Regions from separate parts of the Gossypium hirsutum genome. Here all the other regions are linked to region 2. The links are chromatin contacts, called in public Hi-C maps. All regions are on one chromosome and are shown on one strand. Each heading gives the region's core, a stretch centred on a gene start, on an enhancer-like site or on the middle of the called end of the contact. The rest is flanking DNA. Distances are from core to core; before and after follow the strand shown. Region 1 has its middle 45 kb from the start of LOC107909094. Region 2 holds the start of LOC107917491 (transcription factor IBH1-like 1). Region 3 holds the start of LOC107909094.

Evidence for each region. Hi-C and Micro-C count contacts between places; a contact is called where the count stands out from the background.
Region 1: a contact with region 2 is called in a Hi-C map of leaf, with 1.9 times the contacts expected there. The contact joins the enhancer-like site here to the promoter of LOC107917491 in region 2. A contact is called at or near these places in 2 of 34 Hi-C or Micro-C datasets (leaf and petal).
Region 3: a Hi-C map of leaf shows a contact between it and region 2, with 2.8 times the contacts expected there. The contact joins the promoter of LOC107909094 here to the promoter of LOC107917491 in region 2. A contact is called at or near these places in 3 of 34 Hi-C or Micro-C datasets (callus and leaf).

The regions. Positions count from the first base shown.
Region 1 is chrD08:22,650,311-22,653,010 of Gossypium_hirsutum_v2.1, forward strand. No RefSeq gene overlaps it. Among protein-coding and RNA genes, the nearest start is that of LOC107909094, 45 kb to the right of the region's middle. Within about 2 kb of position 1,316, at least 2 of the 9 cell types and tissues checked have an H3K27ac peak or open chromatin away from gene starts, as enhancers often do.
Region 2 is chrD08:21,813,629-21,816,328 of Gossypium_hirsutum_v2.1, forward strand. It overlaps LOC107917491 (transcription factor IBH1-like 1), which reads right to left and starts at 1,375. Exons shown (of 2, transcript XM_016846840.2): 1 at 1,162-1,375; 2 at 1-771. The coding sequence starts at 770. The coding sequence ends at 204.
Region 3 is chrD08:22,695,274-22,697,973 of Gossypium_hirsutum_v2.1, forward strand. It overlaps LOC107909094, which reads right to left and starts at 1,424. Exons shown (of 6, transcript XM_016836585.2): 1 at 1,154-1,424; 2 at 744-1,073; 3 at 5-55. The coding sequence starts at 789. LOC107909086 (tetraspanin-8) reads right to left here. Exons shown (of 3, transcript XM_016836482.2): 3 at 1,852-2,334. The coding sequence ends at 2,026.

The DNA of each region.
Region 1 (2,700 bases), core at 66-2,565, 840 kb after region 2:
TAAGAAAGTATTTAACAAGATAAATTTGTTATTAAAATGTCAAATTAAATTTTCTGTATAAGTTACGGGAAAGCCAACTGGGTCTGAACAAACTCACAAAATTAAATGGTGGTTAACATTAATGGCCATAGTCAAAGCCCAAAGGCCAGAGTGGTTATGGTTTTCATGAATTGCAGCTGTTCTTGCCTTTCACCGACTTGCTTTCGCTAGGTTGGACCACTCACCAAGTCGACCTGCTTGCTTCTTAAATTTCAAGGTAAGAAGTTTGGCTGAAACTCCTATTGACACAGCCGCCTATGGTTTCTCACAAGTCTTGAGCCTTTCATAAATTCTAGCCATACGCAAAATCAGGCCACTTTCCATCATATGATGGTGGCTAGATATCATGTCGACTATGGCAATTTGTGTCCACTTTAGCTTTTCCTTTCAAAGCATTTGTAGATCCCACATTCCATTCTTGCCAAGTATGGCAAATGAATGTTGAATTAGGATCTTTGTCGTAACATGCATTAATGCAAGGCAATTTGTTCTAATAATTTTGGCAATTATATGTGCATCGTACATACATTTAATTTCGACATACAGCAATCCAAGTCAAAACTTCACAATTCTAGGTTAAGTTCAATTGTCCGAAATCGAGTCATATTGGTTCCTTGTTCTAGATTAGGATCTAAATTAGACACATTCATATCCAAATCAATGTCTCATCTTTACTTATCAGCTTTGCAGCTTCGCCTAACTTTTGGTTTGCACTTTACAGCTTAGAATTAGAATAATTCATGTACTTAACTAGTGTTTGTAATGATTGAATTTAATAAGTTGAAAAGTAATTTAATATTTGGTATGTCAAATTTTATTTATTTTTTTTTTTTGAAATTTAGCTTCTCCTTTCCCATTAATATTACAATGTGTGCCCCATGATAATATGTAAAAAAGTTAATTTCTCATGTAAAGTGGAAGGTTATGACAAAATTAACACTATTTTATATTGGTTTAGGCTATTATTTTATTAATAAAAATAAAAAAATTATTGTCTCATTTTTACTACTTGATTTTCTCAATCATTTACATATTATATTTATTTTCTATTATTTTTCTCTTTTGTTTTTGCCATATTACTTGAAATTTCAATTTTTTATAGTATATATGAATATTCAAGTTTATTATAAAAATTAAATACATGAATATTACTTTTTATTTAATAAAGGTAAAGTCATAAATTGTCGCTACATCCTAAAAAAGTAATTACTGAATCAAATATGATAATTTAGCTTTCCTGGTATTTTAATCTATACATTTCAGTGTATATCAAATATTGTAAAGTAACTTTCCCGACAATTGCATTTTCGACAGTCACATTCCAAATAATCACCTTTTATTAAAATTATAAATTGAAAAAGCACCAAACATTACGTTAAATTAAAATGATTTTGTTAAATGTATAAATTTATACATATTTTTAAATAAAAACTCAAAAACAACTCTTTTTGCATTAGGAAGGGATAAAAGAATTATTACAACTTACTTTCTATATTTTGAATATAACAAAACAGAGGCTTAAGCGTCAAAAATCTTTTTAAAAATTTGAAAAATCAATTAACCCTTAAAAATGCATTTTATTAAGTGATTAATGATAAAAAAAATCAACTAAATCTTTTCATTAACGAAAATCGAGTTAACCAATTTGATCATTAATGGTGCAGACATTGTTGACAGTATTCACCAGGAAATGACATATGGCATGCTATGTAGAAGGATATTGATATGGCAACAAAAAACTAAAAAATAATTTTTAAAAAAATATAAAAATTACATATGAAATAAAGGTTGATTTAAATCTAGACAACCATTTGTCTCTATTTATTCTAGATGATTGTAAAAGTATAAAAAATAGAAATTATTAATAATTATTTAAAAATATAAATAATTGAAATATGATAAATTTTAAAAAAAATAAAAATATTGACATAAAAAATTAAAATATGACACAAAATTTAAAAAATAAAAAATATTTTTAAGTAGTTCGAATTTCAAACATGCAAGTTGATAATATTGATATTGACATAAAAATATAATTTAGGTTTTACTATAATTAATAGTGAAATGAGTTTATAATTTATATCATTTTTATATATTTTTTAAAATTATTGATGTTTTTTATAATTTTTAAAATTTTATAGCTTTCCATTTATTTAAAATGAATCTAAATAAATAGTTGTTCAGATTCATATGAATATGGACAAACATTTGTCCAAGTTCATTCCAAAGGTGAATTTTTATTAATTTTATAATTTTATAAATTATTAATAATTTTCATTTTTTATAATTTTAAAACAATTTATTAATATTTTAATGATTTTTATTTTTTATAATTTTGAACTCATCTAGAATGAAAGTGGACTAATGGTTTTCTAGATTCCAATGAACAGGGACAACATTTGTCTAGGTTCATTTTAGATGTAAGTTTTATAATTTTTTTCAAAAATTAATTTTTATAAACTTTTTGCTGATGTGGGATGTCATGCCAATATCTTTCCACATGGCATATCTCATGTCATCTCCTGGTGGCCATCACCAGTCTAGTCAATGTCGTTAAAGGTCAAATCGATTAAAAATCGATTAATTAGTGGTTTCTATTAATATAAGAGCCTAATTGATTGGTTTTTTTGGTCATTAAGGACTCAATAAGATCCACTTTTT
Region 2 (2,700 bases), core at 125-2,624:
CAACAAGGTCTTGTAGAAGATTGAAATGAAAGCCTTGATTGGCTTACATATATATAGTTCATCTGTACAGGCATGCCTCAACTGTTCCAGCTTCCCATTTCCTTTCATTTAGCTAGCTAAGCGTTGGGCCCAAGAGAAAAAAATAAAGATATTATAAAGATATATTAAATAATTAACTGAAGAGCAATTTACCATTGATGCTCTTAATTAAGGTTCACTAGCTTTGAAGCACTGGCAAGACTTCGCATTACATCAACCTGAGCTCGGAGTGATATGATATAATCTAGGGTTTCCTCAATCAAAGAGACGCCATTCATAAATTCTCCCCCAGGGATTAGACTTCTCAAAATTTGTCTTCTTTTCCCAACCAACGTTTTCACAATAGAGCTCGGTCGAGCCGCTTGAGGTGCACATTTTATTGTTCTTCGGATTACGCTACTCCTTTTCAGGATCTTCTTGCTTCTGATCCTCTTGTTGTATGCCATTGCTCCTACTGGAACCTTCTTCGTCGGTTGCCTCTCTGACGCCGGACCCAATATTTTCTCAGCTAGATGTTTGTCAGCATTGCCTTCTTTAACGGCATCGGCAATGAGAGCTCGACTCCAACAAGTTGTGCCCTTTCTTGCAGAAGCCATGGCTACATCTGCTGACAACTTAATAACCTTTTTTCTCTCGAAGATGCTCATATTCTTCTTTGAGGAACGACATCTTTGGAGACCCAGTATCCATTTCTTGAGAAATTCCTGCTTCAGTGAAAAAGGAGAACGCATCCTGCACAAAGGAAGGGAATTATGAGTTCCAATGTGGTATCAGTACATTTGTTATATTATATACTACGGTCCTTTCAAACGATAACTATCACCCGAATAGTCACATTTCTCAGTTTCACCTAATTCTTATATTGAAGTAAAATGGGAAAAGAATATGTCATGAATCGAAGATTTAAGTTTAAAGATAAAGCAAAATACAGGAGGCAAGAGAAGTAGCTAGCTAGGGTTTCAAAGAAGAAAACATTGGTGCGGACAGAAGCGTAAACCAAGAGATCAAGATTGTGACTATACAGTACACAGCATTGCTTAAGCTTAGTTTAGCTGCTGGATAGATATGCTCAAGGTTAAAGTACTAAATATAAAATAATATTAAACCAAAGCCAGTACGTACCTTGCTAAAACTTGTTCTTGTATAGAAAGAGAAAATAGCAAAAAATTTAATCTAGAGAGAAGAAGCGGAAACGAAGTTGCAGAGAGGGAAAGCAGTTCAACAGATCCAAGAAAGTGTATCAGAATCGAAGAAAGAGGTTCAGAGAGAGAGGGAGGAGAAATGAGAGAGAAATGTGTAGGAACCCCATTTATTTGCTCAAGTGAAAAGCAGTGGTGGGACTATAAGAGAAAGACACAGCACATGCAAGCACATGGCATACATGGCCCACCGCACAAACCCTAAACGATACATTAAAATAAACTACTTCTACTTTTATTAGACTTGTAAAGCATACAATATTAAATAAAAAAAGGTTCATCACATTACTGTAATGCAAACCTAACATTTTTAACTTGCTATGAATACAAACAAAAAATCCTAATATGCACTCGTCATTTCATGGACAACTATAGCTAGCTGGTTTTTCTTTGTGAGGAAATTAAGGAGAAAATTAGATTTTAGCTCGAAGATAAAATTATCCCAAAATGTTGAAAAGAATTCTATAGCAAAATGTTGGCATGTTAATTCCCTGGTAACATAAAATACAATAATGCTTATTGATAACTTATATACTAGAATAATGAAGGCTAAGTTTCAAAATAGAATTAAAATAGGATTGCAAAATATTGTGAATTTAAAACTCAATTAATTGAGTGAAGAAAAGAAATTTTTCTTATCAAAGTAGCTTTTGAGTCTGATTCTTTAGTGAGATTGATCGCTGTCTAACCAAATCATTCATGTGGATTGGATACAGTTAAAAACGGAAACTAAAATATGGTAGTGTAAGTTTAAGACTGAAAAAGATGAGAAGAAAAGTTGAGTGTTACATTCAAGACTGAAATGACTTTTGAGGCTTTTTATTTATTTTGTGGCGATTAATTAAAGCGTACCCTACCCTCAAAATAGATAAATAAATAAAGCGTACCCGGGAAATGTATCGTGGATCACAGGGCGTCTGTGCCATTAGTTTTCGGCAGATAATCTGACCTACGTGGTATAGTTTTAGTAGAATGGGTGAATGACAACAAAAATTCATTGAGATATAAGTTCCAATTCGTGTAAAAGAATATAAGAACATTTGAGAGGGGAATATGATAAACCCTAGATCACTTTGGACATTGAGAAGCATTTACTTGTACAAATCTAATACAGATGTTGATAACTATAGTAGACATCTGATACTTATAAAATGCATATTTATATTTTTCCTTTTTAATTTCAAACATATTTACATTTGCTAATTATCTGTAAGTTATATAGTATAATATATATTTATATAAACATGAGGTTCAAAAAAAACTTGAATTGACGAAAATACTCATTATTTTTTATCTTATTACTAAATTTATTATTAAAAATAATTATAGCATATAATTTAAGATTAATAATTAAAAAAAGTTCAAATAAAATAGAAGTTTTGATAATTGTACTTTTAAAACAATTATAACTTAATAGAAGTTGTGATAACTACACATTTAAAAATAATTAGATTTTAAATTT
Region 3 (2,700 bases), core at 174-2,673, 880 kb after region 2:
TGACCAGTAGTACACAAACGGATGAAGCGGTATGGCAAAGAGACAGCACTGGTGTCTATACGAATAAAAGTGGGTATAAGTGACTATTTACAAAGGATTTGGATTTACTGGAAGATAATCTTACAACACATTCTACGCTACTAAAAGTTTTCTATACAATGATGTGGAATTTAAACATTCTAAGCAAAACCAGAATTCCAATATGGAGAATTGCCAATGGCTTTTTGCCTACATTACAAACATTCAAAGTAAGAAGGCTTGCAGTAGATAGTCTTTGTCCTGTTTGCCAAACTGAGGAGGAATCAGTAGAGCACTAGTTTCGAGAATGTTCGTTCACGCGACAAATCCTATAGGGGATCGATGTGGTATTCTCAACCACAAATGGGGAGCAAAGTTGGAAATGTTGGTTAGCATAAAAGTTCATAAATAGATCACTCTATGTGTAAAAGAATGGCTATCAGCTATTGGGCGTTAAGGTACAATCCAAACAAGGCATATCATGAGGGGGTAAGGAAACGGGTGCACGAAGTATTAGCTTTTATCAGTGCCTATATTTCAGAAATAGAGAAATTGGAAGATATAGCAGTACTAATACAAAACCCTAAAATTATTAAATGGGAGTAACCAGAAGATGATACTATTAAAGCAAACTTTGATGCTTCGTGCCAGTAATAGTCAAACAGATCAATCTCAGGATTTTAATAAGAAACGGTGAGGGATTAGTTATGGCAGCATGTACTTACCCGAATGAGCATGTGTTAAACTCAACCATGGTAGAAGCACAAGCATGTCTGCAAGTGGTAACCTTCACAGAGGAATTGGGTTTTAAAAAGGTTTTTGTGGAAAGGGACGCCTTAACTGTCATCAAGAGAGTAAAGGTTGTAGAGGAGGATAAATCGAATATTAGTAATCTAGTAAAGGAAATAAAAGAAAGGTTTTGCATATTTGATAAGATAGAATTTTGATATGTATCTCTTAAAGCTAATGAAGTTGCACATGCTTTGGCGACGGAGGGTAGGCGGTATGAAATCCCCAAATACTGGATAGAAGAAGCCCTAAAGAAAGTGGAAGATCTAGCAAATCAAGATCGGAGCGAGTTAGAAGGAGAAGGATAAAGAGTGAGATTTCTGAGGCTAGAGGAAATAGGACTTACTGGACTCCAATGAACTCAGGCTGATACAGAGGGAGTGGGTTGTCAACTAAAGCATACCTGAGATCAACAGAAAGAATAACGGTTCGCCTCTGGTGTTTACTGATGTAATGGTAGAGCCAACGAAATGGAGAGGAAGATAGTTCAATCCCTATTTTTTGTTGCTTTTCTTTTGACATTTTGGTTTGATTTTTAGGTCGGAGTTATCTCCATTTTTAGGTCGGAGCCAACGAAGGCACATAAAAAGCTGGTTGGTGAGCATGAGAATTATAACTTCATTTTATTAAAAAAAAAATCTTGTGTAAAGCCTTCCTCTGTTATATACAAAAAAAAAACATATGTTTTTGTGCCCAACATATATATTGGAATGATAAAAATTCAATATCGTTACATGATCAATTCAAGTTGAAATTTAATACAATATTGAGAGTAAAAAATAGTAATATTTAATACAATATAATTCATGCATTTAACAAAAATTTTAACTATTCTATTCCTCCTTAACCTAATATTTAAACCCGTTTAGAAAAAAAAACACTTGAACCCGCACTAATTCTATTTCGGTTCTTATTTAGGTCACCCACTCACCCACCTAGCTCTTCTTGCCCAACACTTCACTTAATGCCACAGGATATTTCAACATTAACTAGAGAGTAAATTTCAACATTAATTTAGGAGCAAATAGTTAATAGAAATGAATAAGCATATAAACGATCAAATATATAATATCCAAAATGTGGAGGAGAAAAACGGCTATACAATAAAAGATCCAATATGTAAAGCATAGACACTAAAACACAATGCAGAAAACAATAGGAAGCAAATACAGCAGCCCAGCCCATATCCAAAATCGGAAACTAAGAACAAAGATTAGCTCAAGGTTTCCAGGTCTGCTGCTGATAATAATTGTCTCTCCTATTGTTCCTGAAAGCGCAGCAGCCAACAGAGTAGACAATAATGAGGAAGATGAGGAACACAATGTTGACAATCGCCACCTTCTTCCAAGAACTCCTGAGGTTGTCTATGAATCCAGCCTTGCATGACTGGCAGTCGAAGCATAGAGTATTCAAGTTGTTATTCCATAAATTGCAGTCGGGATTGTTGGATTCCGCACTCCCTCTAGTCCAGTTTGTCGGTCCAACATACATGAATTGGCAGTCGTTTGATGGCTTACAGCAACCAGACTGCAATTATACATAAAAACAGAAGGCTTAGAACCAAAACACCCTCCATGACAGAATTATATTTAAATTTTCATAAGAAAAGTTAGGAGCCTTTTTTTCATCCAAAAGTTTGAACTAAATACAAGGGTTTAAAAAAGAAAAGAAAAAGTATTGATACCAGACAGCTTTATGCGTAATGCTTCAAATATTTCATAATTAAATAGTAACTTTATTGTATTTTAATTAACTTTCTTTGACTAAACTGAAATAAAACAAATTTGAAATCCTTGCACAAATTTCAAAAATAAATGACCAAAATTATTCAAATCGGTCTCTGGTTCAAATTCAAATTTTCAAGAAAAGGAAAGATTTTGAAAAATTACAGAA